Linked DNA regions of Ovis aries: region 2 is linked to region 1. A link is a contact called in public Hi-C data. All regions are on one chromosome and are shown on one strand. The core of a region is the stretch at or near the end of the contact, and the rest is flanking DNA. Distances in the headings are between cores, read along the strand shown.

What was found. Hi-C and Micro-C count contacts between places; a contact is called where the count stands out from the background.
Region 2: a contact with region 1 is called in a Hi-C map of hypothalamus, with 2.8 times the contacts expected there. The contact joins the enhancer-like site here to the promoter of PDGFD in region 1. A contact is called at or near these places in 2 of 16 Hi-C or Micro-C datasets (hypothalamus and tail adipose tissue).

The regions. Positions count from the first base shown.
Region 1 is chr15:3,957,122-3,963,265 of ARS-UI_Ramb_v3.0, reverse strand. It overlaps PDGFD (platelet derived growth factor D), which reads right to left and starts at 3,174. Exons shown (of 8, transcript XM_060399633.1): 1 at 2,862-3,174. The coding sequence starts at 2,985.
Region 2 is chr15:4,357,499-4,363,059 of ARS-UI_Ramb_v3.0, reverse strand. LOC121816661 (a long non-coding RNA gene) reads left to right here. Exons shown (of 6, transcript XR_006056306.2): 5 at 4,670-5,561. Among named protein-coding and RNA genes, the nearest start is that of DDI1, 260 kb to the right of the region's middle. Within about 2 kb of position 1,944, at least 14 of the 54 cell types and tissues checked have an H3K27ac peak or open chromatin away from gene starts, as enhancers often do. A contact at or near this core is called in hypothalamus, where this site is marked.

The sequences.
Region 1 (6,144 bases), core at 1,925-4,424:
CCTCATGCCAAGGACTGGGGAGACCTGTCCTCTTGATTCCCTTCTTAGTCCCAACATTAGGTGGCAGTTGACAGGGTCAGCAGGGACAAAACCACGGCGCCCAAGTATAAAGACAGTTTCATCATTGGACAGTGGTTTCAAACCCCTATCAAAGACCATATCTAATCTTTTTTGTGATTTCCTACTTGTAATCTGAGGGTCAAATATTCTCCGGGCCCTAAATTAATACTTGGAAACACTTATCTTCATCTTTCCCCTTATTGTATCCTTTGTGTGTCCTCCCCAAACTTACACCCTGTTTGAACTGGATCAAGAACACTGTCCTCTGTAATGAGCCACTAGGGAACTTTGAGAGAGCAAGTTTAAAATGTCTCAGATCAGAATAAGGATTTAATTAAATCAGTTATTAACTTCTCTGGTCAGCTCAGCTGTTACCACATAAAATCTCTCAGATGATGTCTGCTGCTAAGTTGCTTCAGTCGTGTCCGACTTTGTGCGACCCCTTAGACAGCAGCCCATCTAGACTATATCAAAACCCTTCATTATTGCTCTCACCAAAATACTACGAAGTGTCTGTCAACCTTTTCTTCATTACTGCCCCTCCCTTCATTAATGAGTCTTTTTAGACATGTTTCCACATATACTCTCTATGAATTGTTAATACTACACATATACTGTATATCTGTTTATATGCACTGGCCTTTGGCCACAAACCACTGTAACATATAAAACTTTTTTCACCATCTAAAATCCAATTACATTCCCTTGGGGCAATATTATCATTATTATCATTTTCTGAGAATGTGGGTCTATAACACTTAAGCTGCCTTTTGAAAATTCCCCGATCTAAGAGCCCATTATAGTGTTAATTATTTTTACTCTGTACACAACATTTTTCTAACCCAACTATCTTTCCCCCTTTCCTAGCCTTCTTTATAAATGAGATTGACAGTGAGAAAAGTATTGAGCAGTCTGAACTAATCAAAATGTGTGTGTATGTGTGTGTCTGTTGTAACTACACAACAGTTCTAGCTCAAATATGATGGAATAAATCCAGAGTAGTTTTCAAACTTTAATAAATTAAAGCATTAGCACTTTTCATATAGACAAGATAGATGTACAGAGTTTTAACAACAACAACAATAAAAACAAAGAGACATGAGCTGTGAGACTTGGTTTTAAAAGTCAGAATCTTGGGTTAATGGGCAACGGTTACATATTTTTCATTTTCTGTCCTTGACTTCTTGTAACTGATACTTGGGAAGTTAAGGATTACAAAACTATGGCTATGAAGTCATGCAAATTATAAATGGCATTTTACTCTATGAAGCTGAAAGGGCACATAAAGCGCAAACATTAACAAATCTAAAAACTCAATGAGTAGAAGAGTGTCCCTGGGGGAAACATTAATGAGTGAAACAAAACTATAAAAATTTAGTCTTGAGCCTAAACATTTAAAATTTTTTATTAAAAAAACGTGTTCAAAATGAAGGCTTATCAAAAGTGCACTGCTAGCATATTTTACATAAAATACTATAATAAGGTAACTGAAATACAGGGTGACCTTCTGCCTGGAGATGACTCTGTGGTTTCCCTATATTCCCTCCACTTCAGATGACTTCAGCACACTGAAATCCACAGTCTCCTTGCCATCAGGAAATATAACAAAGTTTTTCTTTGCTTGTTTCAAAGCTCAGAAGCTTTTCAGTGATATCCAAACTAAGGACAAGCCAAGAGAGAAGCTGATAATAACAAAGCTAATATGAATTTAGCAGCAGTCAAATGTTGCCAGCTCAAAGAGTGAAACCTTTAAGAATAGCTTGGTAAGCTCCTCAGGGGATGTGTCAGAACTTTCAGTAAGCAGAAGGAAAGATATATCTGAGGAAGGGATAACAAAACAAAACAAAAACCCTATGGGTCAGTTCAGGTAGGTGGTGGAAGCAGCTGCAAATTATTGGCAACATAAACTGTAGTTGAGAACTGAGAAATGCATTAACTTCAGATCTTGGTGGAGGCCCAGATAGCAAACAAACTCAATTAAAATCACTGGCATCCACTGGCCCAGGTGTCTTCCATAAAAGGAAAACAAACAAGCTTTTCTGGGACTTTGCTTAAGACTTGGCTGTTGAAGGAGATTTGCTTCTTGCAAACAGTTGGAAAGACTTCTGTGAAAGAAAGCTAATAGCAGGAGTCAGGTCTCCCTGGAATACAGATGAAACTCCAAAAAACATTTTCTCCCAAATTCTGAGTTTCTGAGCCATGCTCTTGAACTCCACTGGGGAAGTCACTCTGGGGATGAACAGGGCAACAGGCTGCACACCGGGCCTCAAGATAAATAATATATAAATAAACTGTCCCTATGCTCCAGCTACCATTGCCTCTGAAACTAATCATTCCCTCTCCTCCCACTTAAAAAATAAAAATAAATCACCCAGAGAAGGCCACTCTTGAGTCTAGCCACCTATGATAAATGCCCCATCTGTTTCAAGTCCACAAGATTAAGAACCTGAGCATGGGGAGGCGCAGCCTGCGACTTTCTCCAGCTCCGAGGTCCTGCTATCAGTGGACGGATGGACACCGAAATGACTTCTCTGGGGTTCAGGAGATGAGTCACCGGGGCTCTCCGGTCCTCTCCCGCACATCGCTTTCCACACCCTCAGTCCCATTCCCAGGAAGGGGCTCTCAGGGATGGAGGCAGGCACCGGACCCCTCTTCTTTTTCTGCACCCTCTCCCACACACACACCACCAAGGTTCTTAGGAAAGAAACCGAAGGGGCGGGGGGTAGGGGGAACCACAGTGATGACAATCAAAAAAGTAAGTATTTAATTGAAAAAAATAAAATAAAATCTGAGTCTCTTACCATCTCGCCTGAGGTTGGCGTTACGCAAAGCTTTGATAGATGCGCTCTGCGGGGTGGCAGAGGTGTCCCGGTAGCTGCAAAAGTTTGCGCAGACTAGCGTGTAGACAAGGATGAGCCGGTGCATTGGGATCAGAGACCCGGGGACAGCGTCACTCCAAGAAAAAGCCGGGACAGGCTCCCGGGACGCGAGCCCGCACTCGCTGGCCCTGGCCTCCGCGCTAGTCGCCGAGCTCTCCGCAAACTTCCTGCATGCCGCGCTCTCCGCGCGGGGGGCGGCCGCACTTCCTCGTGGCGCGGAGAGTTGATCAATGGTGACGGGACAAACAACAGGTTGACGTTTGTTCGCCCCCTCCGGTGGCCGACAGCTGCAGCACAGGCGCCCGGGCGCCGAGCGGAGCAGCAGCGGCCCCCGCCCGGCGGCGGCGCCCCGGGCTGCGCGCACTCGGGCTCCCCCCGCGGCGCGCCAGGCTCCCGGGCCGAGCCCCGCGCCGCCGCCGGGCCTGGCCGGGCGACCTGGGACGCGACTCCCCCACCTCTCGGGCCTCAGCCCTAGACATCAGACCAGACGGGCGAGGGGCACCGGGGAGTGGGGGGCTGGGAGAAGTGCGAGACCGCGGAATCCCCAAACTTCTCCGGAGGGGACGGGCTCAGCCACCCCAAGACGTGGCTCCCGCCTAGTGACGGGGGCGAGCGTGGGGCGTGGGGCGCGATCTGAGGAGAACCGCTGCAGTTCGAAAGTTGTCGTTTACAATAACCAAGGTCAGATTCTGCTCAGTCAAGATTTTGCTAAGTGGAAAAAAAAGGAAAAACTCAATAGCAAGGAACTTGATTCTGATCTTTACTTTGAACCCCAGTGCGGTGAAAGTCACTCAGTCGTATCCGACTCTTTGAGAGCCCATGGACCATACAGTCCATGAATTCTCCAGGCCAGAATACTGGAGTGGGCAGCCTTTCCCTTCTCCAGGCAATCTTCCCAACCCAGGGATCAAACCTAGGTCTCCCGCATTGCAGGAGGATTCTTTACCAACCGAGCCACAAAGGAAGCCCTTCAGCTCCAATAGGTGTGGCCTTATCCAGGTCAAGGTGAATTTTCAGAGTGAGGCTCAGCGTGTCCTCGGTGTGAGGGTTGCATGCGATGAAGTGTAACGGTAAACCGTCAAGGGTGTGTGTCCCACCGCCCACCTCCTGCACTGTAGAAGGATCTAGAAATTGGATGGGGTTTGGCCAGTTGAGACTGGCAAGGTGAAGAAGTTGAGGGGGCATTGTCTTCATGGTCCACACAGAGAAGCGGGGACATCCAGGCCTTGGGGCCCCCCTACTCTGAGTATGTGGAAGCTCAGAGGTGCAGAGGAAAAGCCCTTAGAGTCCAGGAACTTGTAAATCATATCTATAGCCCAGGGGTAGGGGACTATATTTGGAAAAGGAACAGCGAATCAAGACTCCGCTGGTCACTGGGTTTGTCACCTTAAGTCATTTGAGCTCCTGAACCTCAGTTTCTTTACTTTAAAAACAAACGAACAATATTGTATTGGTTTTGCCACGCATCAACATGAATCCGCCCCGAGTGTACACATGTTCCCCACCCCGAACCCCCCTCCCGCCTCCCCCACCCCCAACACCATAGTAAAAAAAAAATAATAACAATAATAAAATTTTAAAAATCACTATGCTCCTATTAAAAAACAAACAAACAAACAAAAACACAAAAGGAGAGTAGTCATGGTTGTGGTGATAGTTATATGAAAGAACTTTAGTATTTTGCTTTGCTGTAACTGAATCCAAATCCAAATTTGCTTAATTTCTCTGCTGCTCAAGGATGAGATCTAGAAGAGACATTTTCCATTCTCTTTCTGGCCTTTCAGCTCCTGAAAGTTTGGGATATGAAAATATCTCTATATATGACATTCGTGTATAGAGAGAGCCAGAAGCACTAAAACGCCTAGGAAGTTCAGGAAAATTAAACTCGAGATTACACCATCCAAGGCTGACTAGAACATATGTGTTCTTTCTACATACTCAGAAATTAATGCGGGTTCATCTCTTTGCATTTTTTCTAAACAGTGTTCCAAACTGTGGGTTTGTGCATTGTGAAATAAATTTCAAGACCAGCATTATTTTTTTTAATTGACATTTCTTTTTTTTAAAGAGGAATTTTAGGTTCACAGCAAAATTGAGAGGATGAGACAGAGATTTCCCCTGTGCCACCACAGAAGCATAGCCTCCCAGACCAGCAGATCTACCCACCAGAGAGGCACATCTGCTACAATTAATGAACTTGGTGTGTTCTTGGTTGGTTACATATGGTACACATAAGTTTACATCATGGCTCACATTTGGTGTTGCACATTCTGTGGGTTTGGGCAGATACATCATAGAATATTTGCCATTAAATATTGCGTATTTGCCAATGTTCATACCACATTCATCATTATGGTATCATACAGAGTATTTTCACTGCTCTGAAAAGCCTCTGCTACAGCATTATTTTTTTTAATAAATAGAATGGCATACAACAGTGTAGAAATTTAATTATCAAGGTTCATTACAGATATTAATGTTGCGTTGTTTCATGACTGTTGCTTTATAGATACACAAACATATAGGGATATAAAAGGCATTTCTGTGGGGCATAATCAAAAAGTTTGTATTTAATAAGTCACTGGGAAAAGAGGTCTCAAAATATAAACAACCCCTGGAAGAGGGACCAAGGAGGGACTTAAAACCTAGGCTGGCATTCAGTCATTTATTCACCCAGCAAGTTTTGTTTAAGCATTAGCTATTCCATTTTTCCATGCTCTAGTCTAAAAACTCTTGGGATAAAATAGTGATCATGAGAGAGAAACTGTCTGCTTTCTTTGAGCGTACATTCTAATGGATGACAGATCATAAACAGATACATATGTGTATTAATAAGAGAAGAGGATTGGAGATTGATAGGCTGGGGGTAATTAAAACATATGATACTACTTTTAAAATGTGGTTGGAAATACTCATTAAATTTCACCTGTAGCTCCTGACATGAGAATATAGGAAACATGAGAAAATGTACAAGTGGCTTATATTTTTATGACAAGTGTAAAAAGTGTTTACTTATCTAAATATCTTATATGAAACATTGAATTTAAAATATTCAAAGTAGTTTTTTCCAAGATACTAATACTGTGCTGTCTCAAGGCATTATTAATTTATAATGTCAGATAATTACCTGAGAATAGTAAAGGACATCACGCATGATTAACATATTCTTCATTTCTAATGTCGATAAATACCCCCAATCAAATAT
Region 2 (5,561 bases), core at 695-3,194, 400 kb before region 1:
TTTGCAGATCAAGAAAATGTTAGGTTTCCACTGATTGTTCCTTCCGAGAGGTTCAAATGCATGCCTCCTTTCAAGTCTATTGTTTGCTATTGTTGTTGTTCAGTGACTAAATTGTGTCTGACTCTTTGTGACCTCGTGGACTGCAACACGCCATGGTTCCCTTCCCTTTACTATCTCTCGGAGTTTGCTCAAATTCATGTCCCTTGAGCCAATGATGCTATCTAACCATCCCATCCTCTGCCACCACCCTTCTCCTTTTGCCTTCAGTCTTTCCCAGCATCAGGTTATTTTCCAATGAGCCAGCTCTTCACATAGGTGGCCAAAGTATTGGAACTTCAGCATCAGTCCTTCCAATGAATACCAGTCTATTAGCTATGATTTAATAATAAGCTAAACTAATTGTCTCATAATATCAGTGTTTAATAAATAGGAGGTTAATGCTGGGGTGGATAGTTGAAATATGCTAGGAATAAATCCTAGAGCCTCTACATGACTATTAACTGGTACTAAAAAAGAAAATCAAAATGTGACCTTTCCTTTTATTCCCTTAATCCTCACCATCTCTCTGGATCCTAGTAAGTTCAGACATATGAGAAGAGACTTTGGACAATTCTCAGAGAAGGGCATTTTTTCTGGTCTTCCATTCACACGAGCCATGTTTCCGAGTGGACAACGAGATCCACAGGTTTCTTTCCCACAGAGCCTGACATAGGGAGGCACTGTGACTTTGCATCTACAACCAAGGTTAATGCTCAGTGGAAGTCCAATTACATGAAGGACTGAGGATTCTCTTAGTCAGGAACTCATTCTAAGGGAAGATGAAGTCCGACACAAGCGTTTTGATCTGGTAACCAAGAATCAAAACTGAAGAAAGTGTTAATCACTCAGTCATGTCTGACTCTTCGCAAGCCCATGGAGCCTGCCAGGCTCCTCTGTCCATGGAATTTTCCAGGCAAGAATACTGGAGTGGGTTGCCATTCCTTCTCCATCAGAACTGAAGGGGGCAGTAATTAAAACACCAAAGGGTTGTCTCTGATCTGAAGCTATTTCTAGTCTTATCTGACGGAATCATATCTATATTCTAGGAAAAGAGAGATCAGTAAATACAACTCTAAATGGTTAAGTCTGTACAAAAATCTCTAAGAATTTAAATGTAAGCAGCCCTAAATGTAAGCAGAAGCTGAAAAAAGAAGCAATATAACAATTATTATAATCTCATTTGTACCAGAGCCCCAGGGAAACTGAAGTATATAATCACGTCATTAAGCTATACCACAGAATCTGAAGCAAGAACAATGAATTCCATTTTACAGATGAGGGTTGACAAGTGATTATTGCATCGCTCCAGGGGCACCTTTCACTGTATTCTATTGAGAACGGTGCCTTGCCCTCAAGAGCATAGCTGGGAGGTCTAGATTTGTATTCCAAGTTTACCCTATTAAGTGGCTGAGATCTGTCTGGATCTAAGCCACCTGGTTCGTCTGGGCTAACAGACCCAGAAAGCTAATCAGGACTTCAGAATCAATGGGTTGATAAGGTATTTGTCAAACCACTGCTAGTAAGGAAGGTCTCTGTTTCCTCTGGTCTCCTATTTTCCCCTAGAAATGGCTTCGGTGCAGGGCTTTTGTTTTGGGCAATCTCAGCCTTGAGCTTTGTTTGCTTGTTTATTTCCTCTGCTGCATTCTTGTTTAGGTTCCCAGCCGTATTTTTCCCCCTGTGCTTATTTGTATGAGAGCAACTCCCTGTGTCATTTCCTTCATCCTTGGCTTGTACTTTGCCTTTTTACGACCTGCGGTGCTCTAAGGGCCTGTGATGAGGGGATGTGCAGGCCAGCGATCAGAGGGCTGGGGACGCCAGCGAGCAGGCGTGCTGCCAGCAGTGGGGCACCAGCTGAGCTCAGGAAGGCAGCAGGAGCTCAGTTCCTGAGTAAAAATAGGCCCGAGTTCCTGCTGCAGCCGCCGAGGCACTGCCCGGCTCAGGGAACGGAAGCAGACGCCACACAGGCCTGCACGCTGTGTTTACGTGTTTGGTGCCCTCACTACTCAAGTGCACGTTCCCACTGGGCCACTTCACACCCACATTGTTATCGCTGTTTGTTTTTTAAGGTCACGTTTTATTAAGACAAGAATAACTAGGTTTTCTAAATCTTAGTTCACCCATTCTTCCTGTTTCGGGTGTTCAGCTTAATGTCTTTTAAACATCAATTTTAAAATGATCCCTTTCTTAATATAAAAATGTTCATTATAGAAATTTTGAAGAAGTAGGAGTATAAAGAAAAAAAAAATTCCCTTTGATTCCAGCATCTGAATATAGTAACTATCATATCTCTATACTTAAATATTTCTAATTTGTTTTTAAGGCACAGGCAGGCACCTTAGTAAAGAGGGAGAAACTTTTCATGGTTTTGTTTTGGAAGTTTACTTGTTTTAAAAGTTAACATTTTAGCTACTTAGAAAAAACATTTTATGGAAAATACTATGCAAAGTTTCATTCTGTAGTTTTGAATAAAGTAGTATTTTCATACAATAAAATGTACCAGTTCCCAGCGTTCAAACGCATTCACTTGTGTAACCATCACAGCCAAGATGAAAGCATCCCAGTCACTTCAACAAGGTGCTTTGAGCCACCCCACTGCAGTCCACCTCCATCCCTGCTCCCTGCTGCAGGCAGACACTGCTTTATGTCACTATCAACTAGCCGTGCTGTTTCCAGACTTTCGTATAAATGGAATCACAGTATGCACTCCTTTGTGTCTAGCTCCTTTCCCTCAGCATATTTCTCACACATGGTAATAATCACATATGATTATACTCACATGTACTTTAAAATTTGCTTTTCTTCATTTCATATCATAAGCATTTTCCACATCACTAATTATTCCCTTAAAATTTAATTTCCCATGACTATACATTAATTTGTTTTAGGGATATACCATAATTTATCTCATAATTAAGATCTTGTTGTTACTTGCTTCTTTGTTTCAACAGTTTGATTTTATAATCAAGAATGATTATTTTTGAATATATGTGTTTGTATGCATGACCTAATTTCTGAGGGATAAATTTATATAAAGGGACTTGTTCAGTTAGAAGACAGGCAAATTCATAAGGCTTTAAATATATATTGTGCTAGTTTAATCTCTCACAAGCAATATATACAAATATGTGAAGACAAATAGTATTTTGAAGTTGAATGGGAACCTGCAAAAATATCAGGTTTGGTGGTCCTTAATCAATGGGTGGACACACCTATCGAGTTTTTTTAACATGCACATACATTTTATGTAACTTGGTATGTATTTACGAGGCTCAGATAGTTGTTGTTTTCATTTTTATGTTCCTCAGATGATTCTATTGCACACTCCATGTTAAGAAGTACCTTGTTTTTACAGATAAAGAAAATGAATCCAAGACAGGCTCACTAAAGCCTCTTGATTGCCCTGTGTTGTTTTTATTTCACTGAGTGAACTTGCCTTTACATTGAATACCCATTACCTGGAAGACAATCAGAATTAAGAAGCTAGGTCTCTCCATGGTAGACCTGTACCTTAAAAGAACTCTTTAAGGTGATGAAGTTAATGAAAGTGCCAGGACCACCTCAGTGTTGAATTGCTCAGTCCAACTCTTTTCAAACTCCATGGGCTGTAGCCCTCCTGGCTCTTCTGAGCATGGAATTTTCCCTGGCAAGAATACTGGAGTGGGTTGCCATTTCCTCCTCCAGGGGATCTTCTCAACTCAAGGATTGAATCCATGACTCCTGATTCTCCTGCATTGCAGGTAGATTCTTTACCACTGAGCCACCAGGAAAGCCCAGGATCACCTCAGATGACTCCCCAGTTGAAAGGGATCTCAAACAGGGTGTAACTCAAAAATTTACTTGTGTGCACTGCCCAGATCTGAAGTAAACTTTCCTTGACTTTGTCCCCACTCCCCACTCCCCAACTCCGCCTTTTCACATTCCTCTTAGAGGAGACAGAGAAGCAAAGGACTGGCTCACTGGAGCTCAAGAAGGAGACGTTAATTCACCACATCTGCTGCCCTAGGCTTGTTGCTGGTTTTCCTCTGCACTCCAGCTCCCTGAGAGATGACTACTGTTTCTGCCATCTTCTATCGCAACCAAAGGGGAACAATGGGAGCAAGATAGCTTCCACAGCTTCTCTTCTCCAAGCACAGATTGCCTCAGCTTGCTGCCCAGGCTGCCATGTCTATTCCATAATTTCTCTGGGTTCCAACAGTCTACCTTCAGGAAGGGCAAGTGCCTTTCACCTAGTTGTCATTACATAAGCCACAACATGGGCTTCCCTGGTAGCTTAGCTGGTTAAGAATCTGCCTGCAGTGTGCGGGGCCTGAGTTCAATCCCTGGGTTGGGAAGATCCCCTGGAGAAGGGATCAGCTATCCGCTCCAGTCTTCTGGCCTGGAGAATTCCATGGACAGAGGAACCTGGAAGGCTATAGTCCATGGGGTCACAAAGAGTCAGACACCTCTGAGCGACTTTGACTTTCAAGCCACAGAGTATTTCTTCATTGAATTGTTGATGTCTAACAAAGATTTTAGTGAGCTGATTCTTTGAGATTTTATCCACTATTGTCATAGTCCCTCACCGTGTGACTAGATGAGTCTGGAGAGCCACCTTGTGAATCTGGACCATTCTTTTTTTTTTTTTTTTAAGCTGAGCCACGTGGCTTGCAGAATCTTAGCTCACTGACCAGGGGCCAAACCTGGGCCAAAGCTCTGAAAGCGCCAATGGACTGTTTTCCCTTAGAGTGAGTACTTTCTCTGGACCCCCTGGGGTAGCTCCATATTCAACAGATAGTTGGTCCATCCTCCTCGAGAGTTCTCTGGGCATGCCTGCTTCCTGGAGGAAATAGTGAGACGTCAAGGTGGGAGTCCTATTTTCACCTGCCTAGTCCTTCCTAGACACGATTTTTAGCATAGTGTCATTTACCATAGCCACAGCACTGCATCTGCAAGACATCAGGATTTCAGTTATAAATTATTAAAAAGCAAAGAAAAAGAACACCTCCTAAAGAGGGACTTTAAGTTTTAGCAAATAAAATTTGCAAAGAGAGAAATGTCAAGTCAAATTATACAAGGATCCTAAAGCACTTTTCAGCACTTAGAATGAAGATAGAGTAATTTTTCTCACATACAAGTCCCTAGAAATTAGTTTGTTAAAAGTACACATCTTCATAAATCATGAATGAAGAGCCATTTGCAACACCACCGCCTCAGGACATAGTTCCCCTTTAGAGGGTACATTTGCCTCTTCTTCCTGCAACTCTTTCATTACTGGGGACCCCAGATCTCCAAGTATTGATATATAATCCTCTTTTACAGGTTCACATAGGAGAGACCCTGATAATCAATCACTGGGCCTTTCTGATTGATTGACAAATTAATCAAATATTAATAGAAATTCCTGTTATCCAGTGAACTCAGGGCTTCCCTGGTGGCTCAGCTGCTAAAGAATCTGCCTGCCATGTGGGAGACCTGGGTTTGATCTCTGGATTGGGGAGATCTCATGGAGAAGGGAAAGGCTACTCATGCCAGTATTCTGGCCT